Regions from separate parts of the Danio rerio genome. Here all the other regions are linked to region 2. The links are chromatin contacts, called in public HiCAR-type and Micro-C maps. All regions are on one chromosome and are shown on one strand. Each heading gives the region's core, a stretch centred on a gene start, on an enhancer-like site or on the middle of the called end of the contact. The rest is flanking DNA. Distances are from core to core; before and after follow the strand shown.

Region 1 (2,813 bases), core at 11-2,510, 370 kb before region 2:
AAATAAGTTATTTAGTTCATTTTTTTTTATAAAGACTGAGGCTATAAGTCAAAGCTATTTTCAGAGGATCTGCTGCAAACAGCTAAATGTTCTGTGTATTATATATTATAGCAACCTAGACATTGGTGATAGCTACGGGTTTTTTTTTTTTTTTCTTTCGTAACAATTACAGACTCATTCTAGTGACGCACTGCATGCTTTTACTCTAGACATGTTTTTGCTTGATTTTTTTCCAAAGTGGGTGACTATTAAGAATAATTGTAAAACCTTGTCTTAAGATGATTCCAAACCATAAATATCCTTCTCATTCAAACACAAAACAAGCCTTTGCTGGTCCACGCTGACTTAACAATTGAAATCAATGGAGAGTAAGAGACAGCCATATTTGGGTGAACTGTTCCTTTAAGTTGAAAGGGCCGCTAAACTGGATTTTACTGGCTGCCTTTCTGGTCATGTGAATCTCACCTGTGAATAATCACATTTCATACTTACTGGAAATCACTTGGCTATATAGTACTATAGGCTACATTGGTGTGTTTTGTCATTAACAAATTATATATATATATAATTTTTTTTATTTTTTTAAACTTAACAACACATGTTTTATAGAACTTATAGATACATTTTTCTAATGAGTATCTACTTAAGATTAGATCATTAAAACCCAGAAAAATTATATATGGCATTATGATAACAAGCACTAGCAAGCATCCGTTACACTTCTAAAACCTAAAACTGTAATCATTATTTTTTATAAAGTACGTCATATAGTTGAAACCAGATAACTCTAAAAAATGTCTGATGGTAAATCATACTAAACTTTTAATGTTTTAGGTCCGTTAAGATTACCTAAATGATTTACATCATGATTTACAATGCCAGAATAATACAAATTGTTCTTTTTTTATTATTATTATTCTTTTTGGTTTATTTCTAGACAGTCAGAAGTGTGCATGTCCCTGGCATTTTCTGCCAGGGACACAATACTGGCGGTTCATTCCGCTGCGGTGACCCCTAATGAATAAAAAGGACTGAGCCGAAAGAAAACGAATGAATAATACAACACAATACAATCAGCAGTATAAACGCAAGAAGTAGTAATGTTGCATGTACTCTAGTAGTCTGACGATGGTCACGTGTTCTCATCATGTCGCCCATCCCACAATCTCCAGCTGATGCAACAACAGCGCTCACTGCTCAGTATATAACCCGGCAGCTAGGAGGAAGACGGCGCTTCTCAACCTTACGCATTCATGGAAGAAACAAAGAAACCGTCAGTGGAAGAGTTAGGTGAGGTCTCGGGGAAACAGTCGGAGGAAATCACGCTAAAATGGTCTATACACAAGCTCTGGTGTTCGGCATGTCCGTCAGGAATGAGCCGGAAAACCTAACGCTGGCGGAGGACCTAAGCCTCATCCCGGGGCTCAGAGGAGACGGAGAGCCGCTCCAGCACTGCGGTAGACTCATGAAGGCACAAAGCTTCTCCAGTAAGTTCACTCACTCCTGAAGTATAATGAAAAACACTATTGGGGAAACTGGCTCATGTTGGCACAGTCGCTAAACATTTTGTAATATAACGCCAAAAGTTTTAACTTTGTATGTTGGTTTTAAATATTGGATTTCAAAATTGAGGGGAGACTGGGAATCACAATGACTGTATAGTTCACCCAAACGTGAAGTTTTGTAATTTAGCTACTCGTTACACATTTGATTTTTTTTTTCGTACACACAAAAATTGGGGTAAAGTTGGTTTTATATTCTGACTGTTACGACCTCTTGATGTTAGACTAGGTATTGAAGTAAATAACATTTATATTGTGACAGTTTTGTGTAATATGGGAGAAGAACCTTGCATCAAGCAAAATACGGCCAAAAAGATAATTTATAGTACAAAAATCAAAGCTAAACAGAAAATAGTAATGATAAAGAAGAATAATATAGATAACAACAACGAAAATTAATTATATGCAACTTTTATAATAACCAAAATAATCCAAAAATAATAAACCATGCAGGGGAGGACAAAGTGGTGCTGAAAGAAAAGAAAATAACAAAAACGAAAATCAAACTACCTCAACATAATCCTTTAACCTAACTGAAAACAAAATGATCGAAAGCAAGTCATCGGTGTTTACACGCCCTAACTTTTTCTAAATATAATTTAAGAAAAGTATTGTTTTGCTAGTTTTAAATAGAGAAATCATGCTAACAGCCAATGACTATCAAAATACAAAATTGTTCAGTCAAATAAATCGTGCTTATGTTGATTTTGAAGTCATACTTGTAAGCGATTTCAGACCAAACTTATTAAATATCTAGTACCATGGTAAGCAATATAAGAACAGTTTCACAAGTTGTCAATGAAAGAATGTGCGAATATAAAATTTCACATTTGAATACAATACTTCACCTCAATACAAAAAAAAGTATTATTATTATAATATATGATTACTATTTGGTTATATTAAATATGTACTAAACAATGTTTATAACCCATAAAATACTTGTATAAAATCTAGGTTTATGGACAAATATTTGAAACCATTAAACCACGTATCTATCTATCTATCTATCTATCTATCTATCTATCTATCTATCTATCTATCTATCTATCTATCTATCTATCTATCTATCTATCTCGTATTTAAATGTCATTTATAAAAATTAACAAATTATCTCTACAGACCTTTGTTACTAGTTGAAGGACCACATTAGTCTTTTTTTTTTTTAATTAGATTTCTTTAAACTATTTTTGAATGTAATGCAATTTGTTTCAATCTCATATAATAATGTACCACCTTATTATATTTATT
Region 2 (3,103 bases), core at 51-2,550:
CAGAGCGGCCATTATCAACAGTCCAAACACACACACACACACCAATGTCACAATACCAGACAGTCCAACAGAGTTCACAGGTGAAGCATCCAATCCCACAAACAGCCCAGATAATCCAGGAGAGCAGTGATGACGGTGATGATGGCGGTGGCGGTGGAATCCGTGGAACAAGCAGGAAGAACAGGAGAAAAGTGGTGAGCAACCCAGTCACTAGGGGCCCATAAGAGAGGCATCACAGCAACGAGAAGGCAAAACACGAGAGGAGGCCGTCAAAATCTACCAGCAGCCCCAGAATCACGCCAAAACTCACAGTTTAACCAAATAAAGGCCCTTCTGTCACAAATGCGCATTTCTGTATAAATTAAAAACGAGTGTTTCAAACTTTCAAATGCCACAGACCCCCTTTCTAAAATGTTTTTTTTTTTTTTTTACGTGTTAATACAATCACACACAGAGTGTGTGCATTCATAGAATAATTTATTATTGTTCATAATCATAATATTAATATAATAATAGCAACATAACAATATAAATTACTATTATTACTTCTACTACTACTTTTATTATTATTTTCAAAAAGCCCTTGAGGTCCCTTGGACCAAAAAAACCCGGATTTACCCCAATTTCTCCAAACTTTTATTCATTAATATGTGTATTTTTAACTTACATTTTAATGATTCTGGATTATAGATATGTTATAAACCCACATTTATAACTATACGCCTCAGCGCTTGATCTGACAGAGATCACGTGATTAATGTCAATGGACACCGGTACTTTCTGATATTCATTCTTACCCCAACATCCACTACTGCTGATTAATACAAATAAATATTATTTTTAATGTATCCATTTAAATGTTACATGCTGTATTATTGACGTCCACCATGACAGAGAGATTGCATCAGCAGGCTAACGGTTAGCGTCATCATGCCGCATGTCTAAGGTGAATGAACATTACTTCATATCTTAAATAATGACACTGAAAGCAAACACATTTACTAAAAGAGCTCATAGCCTGCCATACTGATGTGATCTAAACATCCATGCATCATCTCATATGAATGATTCGGTAGCAGCCATTGACCACACCATGTGTTTCTTCATTAGGCGTTGAAATAAACATCTCAGAGTTCATACTGACCTGTTCTTTGCTCGCTTTCTCACTTTTGAGTTTTCTGACCACCTCTCCTTGTGTTTTAATCGCCTCTTGCAGCTGTGCTTTATCGGCCATGGTGCTCCAGAAACACAGCCGATGAAGAACCTGCGACCGAACTGCAGATACTGCGGGCGCCGTCGCAGGCGTTTGACGTCGCTAGTGCGCCTGCTCAAAGGAACACTAGAGGGCGAGTCATGGCATAAATAAAACAAAATAAAAAAGAAAACATTAAAATGAATTGCTAGTTTAAGATTTTGTAAGATTTTGAATACAGTTAAGTAAATGAGAACATTATTTATTTATTTATCTATTTATTTATTTATTTATTTATTCATTCATTCATTCATTCATTCATTCATTCATTCATTCATTTATTTATTTATTTATTTATTTATTTATTTATTTATTTATTTATTTATTTATTTATTTATCTGTTTGTTTGTTTGTTTTGTTTATTACATAATGCTTGTGTGGTTATTATATACCAATATTACTACCACCACAAATAGTAATTAATAATAATAATAATAATAATAATAATAAGAATAATAATAATAATATTGTTGTTGTTGTTATTATTATTATTAATTTGTATTATTATCATTATTATTGTTGTTGTTGTTTTTGTTGTTGTTGTTGCTTTTGTTTAACAAAAATATTTCATTATTATTATTATTTATTTTGTTTATTACATAATGTGTGTGTAGTTATAACAACTTATTATTGCTTTTGTTAAAAAACATGTTTGTGGTTGTTATATAATATTAACAATTCTTATTTTTCTTTTTATTTTTATTTTTCTTCTTTTTGTTGTTGTTGTTGTTGTTGTTGAAACAAAATGTTATAAAAAATTATATTATTATTACTATTTTATTATTATTAATAATAATAATTTCGTATAATAAAATATTTTGTGGATAATATTTACTACTTTTACTACTAACTCAAATAATAATAATAATAATAATAATAATAATAATAATAATAATTGTTAATATTTGTAGTAGTATTGGTCATAGTATTTTAGAATAATGCAGTGCTAAAGCTAGTTTTAAATTTGTAATACATAAATCTTCATAATTATATTCTGTAATCTGTAATATTTGAATAAATTTTATATCAAATAAAATTTTTGTCTGTATGTCTTTTTAAAATTAATTTCAGTTATCAAGCTTAATTTTTAAATACATTTTTAGATAATAAATATATTACTGATAATATGATAAATGTTAATCAAATATTATAATTTTAAATAAGTCACATGAATGCTTCCTCTAAATTTCTGTTTGTCGTTTTGTTTAAACAAATTTCATGTACGGTATGTATTTCTCTACAGCAGGGCTGTCAAACTCAGTTCCTGGAGAGCCACAGCCCTGCACAGTTTAGTTCAAACCCAGCTCCAACATTCTAACCTATAGATTTCTTTCAAACAAGCCTGAAGGACTCAATTAGTTTGATCAGGTGGGTTTAATTAGGGTTGGAACTAAACTGTGCAGAGCTGCAGCCCTCCAGGAACTGAATTTGACAACTGGGATCTACAGCTACTCACTGTGAGCAAGTAAAAACACTTCACATGATTTGAGATCTGAGCTGCATGCATTGCTTTAAAATGAGCTCATCCAACCCTACCCCTCACAGTGATGTCACTAGAAATGCAATCTCAGCTTGCATCATAAAGGCTGCATTCAGATACTATTGAACGATTTTACCATCAGAGCCGTGAGCTTATAAACACTAACTCAATAACTACACAGTAAAAAATGTAGGGTTTCACACAATTCCTTCATGTTGTCTTAACACAAATCAATGAAGTTAACTCAATTGTTTTGACAAATTTAGATTGTTTGAACAAAATAATTAAGTTAGCTCACCAAAAAAAACTGAATTGTGTACAAGCTATTAAATTTGAATGAACAACCTTAAACTAATCTTTTATATGTGAAG
Region 3 (3,084 bases), core at 15-2,514, 320 kb before region 2:
ACTTGAATCCAGGGATTTAAAGGTCCTCCAACTCAAACTACTTACCTGTAACGTTAATAAATGTAACTTAGTATAAACTTGTTATTTTGTAGTACATCATGTGTCCGTTCAATAAAACCGTATTATAATTAATGAAACCGTATTATAATTATTAAACAGCCTATAATTATTTTCCTATTTTAATGTGTTTTTTAATCTATTTTTATAACCATGTTTAAAGACGCACAAATAACGTTAATCTATTATCTGTGCGTCTTTAAACATGTTCTTAAAAATGTTTGTGAATTAATATTTGAAGTAACTAAACTTAGCCGGAGATGTTTGAAAGTTTACCCTTTGAATAAAGTAACAACATCTAACGTTAACGTTAAGTTACTTCGACATGTTTGCCTTTGTGCAACGGAAACGGACGCAGTGATTACTGAGGTAAATTATATTTTATAGTCGCACATTAGCACTTCAGCAAAGTTTTGTTAGCAAATTCTAAATAGGGAAATCGTATTAGCAGCCATGTCAAAGTATAACTTTGTTCACAGTCATTTAAATTGTGCTAATGTTGTTTTAAATTCAGTTTTGCTTGCAATTTCAAACAAACATTCGACGTAGCGTGGTGATGACAAACAATACAGGGACACAAGTTGATAATATAAACCCAAATTCCTTCAGTGAGTAGTGAGAATTGAGGTAAAGTTGGTTTTATAATGGCACATGCGTCGAGGGGCCTTACACTAACGTTAAATAAGTTATTCGGACTGACATCGCATGCATGACTTCATTACCACTATCTAGTTGACTGCGAACAATGTTGTACTTCGATAGTCATTGGCTGATCATATAATTTCCCGATTTAGAATTTGCAAGTAATACTTTTCTTATATTATATTATTAAGGAGAATGTGCGAATAAAGACAGCTTTACCTCAATCGCCTAACAGGCTCGTTTACAACAACAACAAAACCGTCTTAGTAAATGATTATTTGCATTATTTGTCTATTATTGGCATTTTGTATGTTATATATAACACATTTCATAAAGAAACACGGAATCGTAGATTGAGTTTAAGGCCGAACGGCAGATAACATTAGCGCGGTTAAATTAACGTTACCGACATTAACACCAATCAAGACCTCAATATACAACAAAAAAGTTTCAAAATAAACAAAATGATTATAAACTTACCTTCTTTTGTGTTTCTTTTTAGTTCGTCGGCGCCCGGACTGTCGATGTCTCTCGCCAGGTTTAGGGTCCATCAATTTGACGTCACACTCATTAAGGGGTGAACATGAGGTGACCCAGGCCGCGAGCGCGTGTACAGATGATGATTGGAGAATGGCAGGTCACGTGTGCTAGCCTTCTCTGGTTTCACCGTGTACGTAATGCAATTTTATGATTAAATATTTATATCTACATGTTATAGTTTTATTTATATATGTGTAAGTTAATAATATACATTATAAACAATAATAATAATAATTATTATTATTGTTATTGTTTTTATTATTATTATTTGTACTATTGTTGTTGTTGTTGTTATGTTAATAATCTTCTTTGAGCAACTGGGATGGTGACCCTCTTGGAGTTCGTTATAAAATTACGACGAGATCACAAATCAAATGAGATTTACATTTACTTCACGATGATGAACAAACTTTTTAATAAGTTTGACTCAAGTTACTTCATGAAGCATTAATAACGTAGTTTCTTTTACAGCCACCAGGTGTCAGCAGCTCACCACAAAATGAACGCTGGCCATAACTCACTCTTATCGAGAGCCCTGAACTTGCTTACCTCAAAATCAGCACAATATGAGACACCTATACTTTTTTATTCGTTTTATTGGAATGTAAACCGCTTATAAAAATGTTCTCAGTCATCATAGTTGTGATTACTGAAATATAGGGCTAGCACACCAAGGTTCCTCCTGTTAGGGGACCTATTCTGTAATTAGTTTCGAAATCATTGCTAATGAGTTCGCACTGAGGCGATATCCGCATTGATTTGACAGCAATATTCTAATGTACTTAATAAAAAGCAATAATTCTAAAAGGATCAAACCACCTGGGATGATCTAGCTATAGTTTAAGCAGGCATACTTGTCAGAGGAAATGTGCTTATTTGTCAGGAGGTGCTACCGTTAACATTACAATATAAGCATTTTGTCAGCAGAATCTATTTATCAGGATAAACCTGTAGTGAATGTGCCTTTGTCAGGCAAAATAAATAACTCCAGCAACTCTAACATTAGGCCTAACCTGGCAAACACTGCAGTGCATTAGTTGGCAATTACATTTTAATGCGGCAGCAACTGTTTATGCAATCAGAACCATACTTTTAATCATCTTTGCTTATCTTTTATGCCAATTACAGTGATCTAATCAGCTTATTACCTAGCTTATAACAGCATTTTCACAACCTAATCTAAAAAACATGAAGGTTGTCCCCAATGTAATTTTATTTAAACACACTTTACAATAACTGTACATGAATAATGATGTATTAATATGTAAATTAAATGAAGTGGTGTAAAGTAACTGATTACAAATACTCAAATTACTGTAATTAGTTACTTTTTCTCAGGAGTTGTATTTTACTGAATAGTTTTAAAAATGTGAACTTTTACTCTCACTTAAGTACATTTTTAGTGCAGTATCTGTACCTTTACTCTACTACTTTCCTTCAACCTGCAGTCATTACTTCTATTTTTACTTGTCTGTGGGGATTAGAAAAATCAGTCCTGTAATTCCCGTCCAATCAAATCATAGAAGGTAAATCGCATCATAACGAACAACCTCAAGACATGGGCAATTTTTAATTGCAGCAAATTGCTTGGAAGCATTGTAAGTGTCCAAAAAGATGTCCAAAATCTTTACACGCAATGCCCCAGACACTGTTTAGATGCATGTCACTGATGAGAAGATGACGGATGTTTACTATATGGGGACTATGATCTTCTATGTAAAACTGCTTTGAAACAATAGACTTGCAAATGCTTTAAAAGACATGCGGCACAGGTGAATTGGGTAAGCTAAATTGTCCATAGTGTGTGTTTGTGTGTGTGTGTGTGTACGTGTGTGTGTGTGTGTG

Evidence for each region. Hi-C and Micro-C count contacts between places; a contact is called where the count stands out from the background. HiCAR-type assays count read pairs that join an accessible place to other places.
Region 1: a HiCAR-type map of caudal fin shows a contact between it and region 2, with 4 times the contacts expected there. The contact joins the promoter of si:ch211-39i2.2 here to the promoter of hars in region 2. A contact is called at or near these places in 2 of 4 datasets of contacts at active chromatin or transcription factors (caudal fin and embryo).
Region 3: a Micro-C map of caudal fin shows a contact between it and region 2, with 6 times the contacts expected there. The contact joins the promoter of brd8b here to the promoter of hars in region 2. A contact is called at or near these places in 2 of 18 Hi-C or Micro-C datasets (caudal fin and an unstated tissue) and 2 of 4 datasets of contacts at active chromatin or transcription factors (gastrula embryo and pancreas).

Annotation. Positions count from the first base shown.
Region 1 is chr14:8,283,217-8,286,029 of GRCz12tu, reverse strand. si:ch211-39i2.2 reads left to right here and starts at 1,260. Exons shown (of 2, transcript NM_001258317.1): 1 at 1,260-1,487. The coding sequence starts at 1,331.
Region 2 is chr14:7,915,926-7,919,028 of GRCz12tu, reverse strand. It overlaps hars (histidyl-tRNA synthetase), which reads right to left and starts at 1,300. Exons shown (of 13, transcript NM_001302262.1): 1 at 1,145-1,300. The coding sequence starts at 1,234.
Region 3 is chr14:8,236,528-8,239,611 of GRCz12tu, reverse strand. brd8b (bromodomain containing 8b) reads right to left here and starts at 1,264. Exons shown (of 19, transcript NM_212777.2): 1 at 1,180-1,264.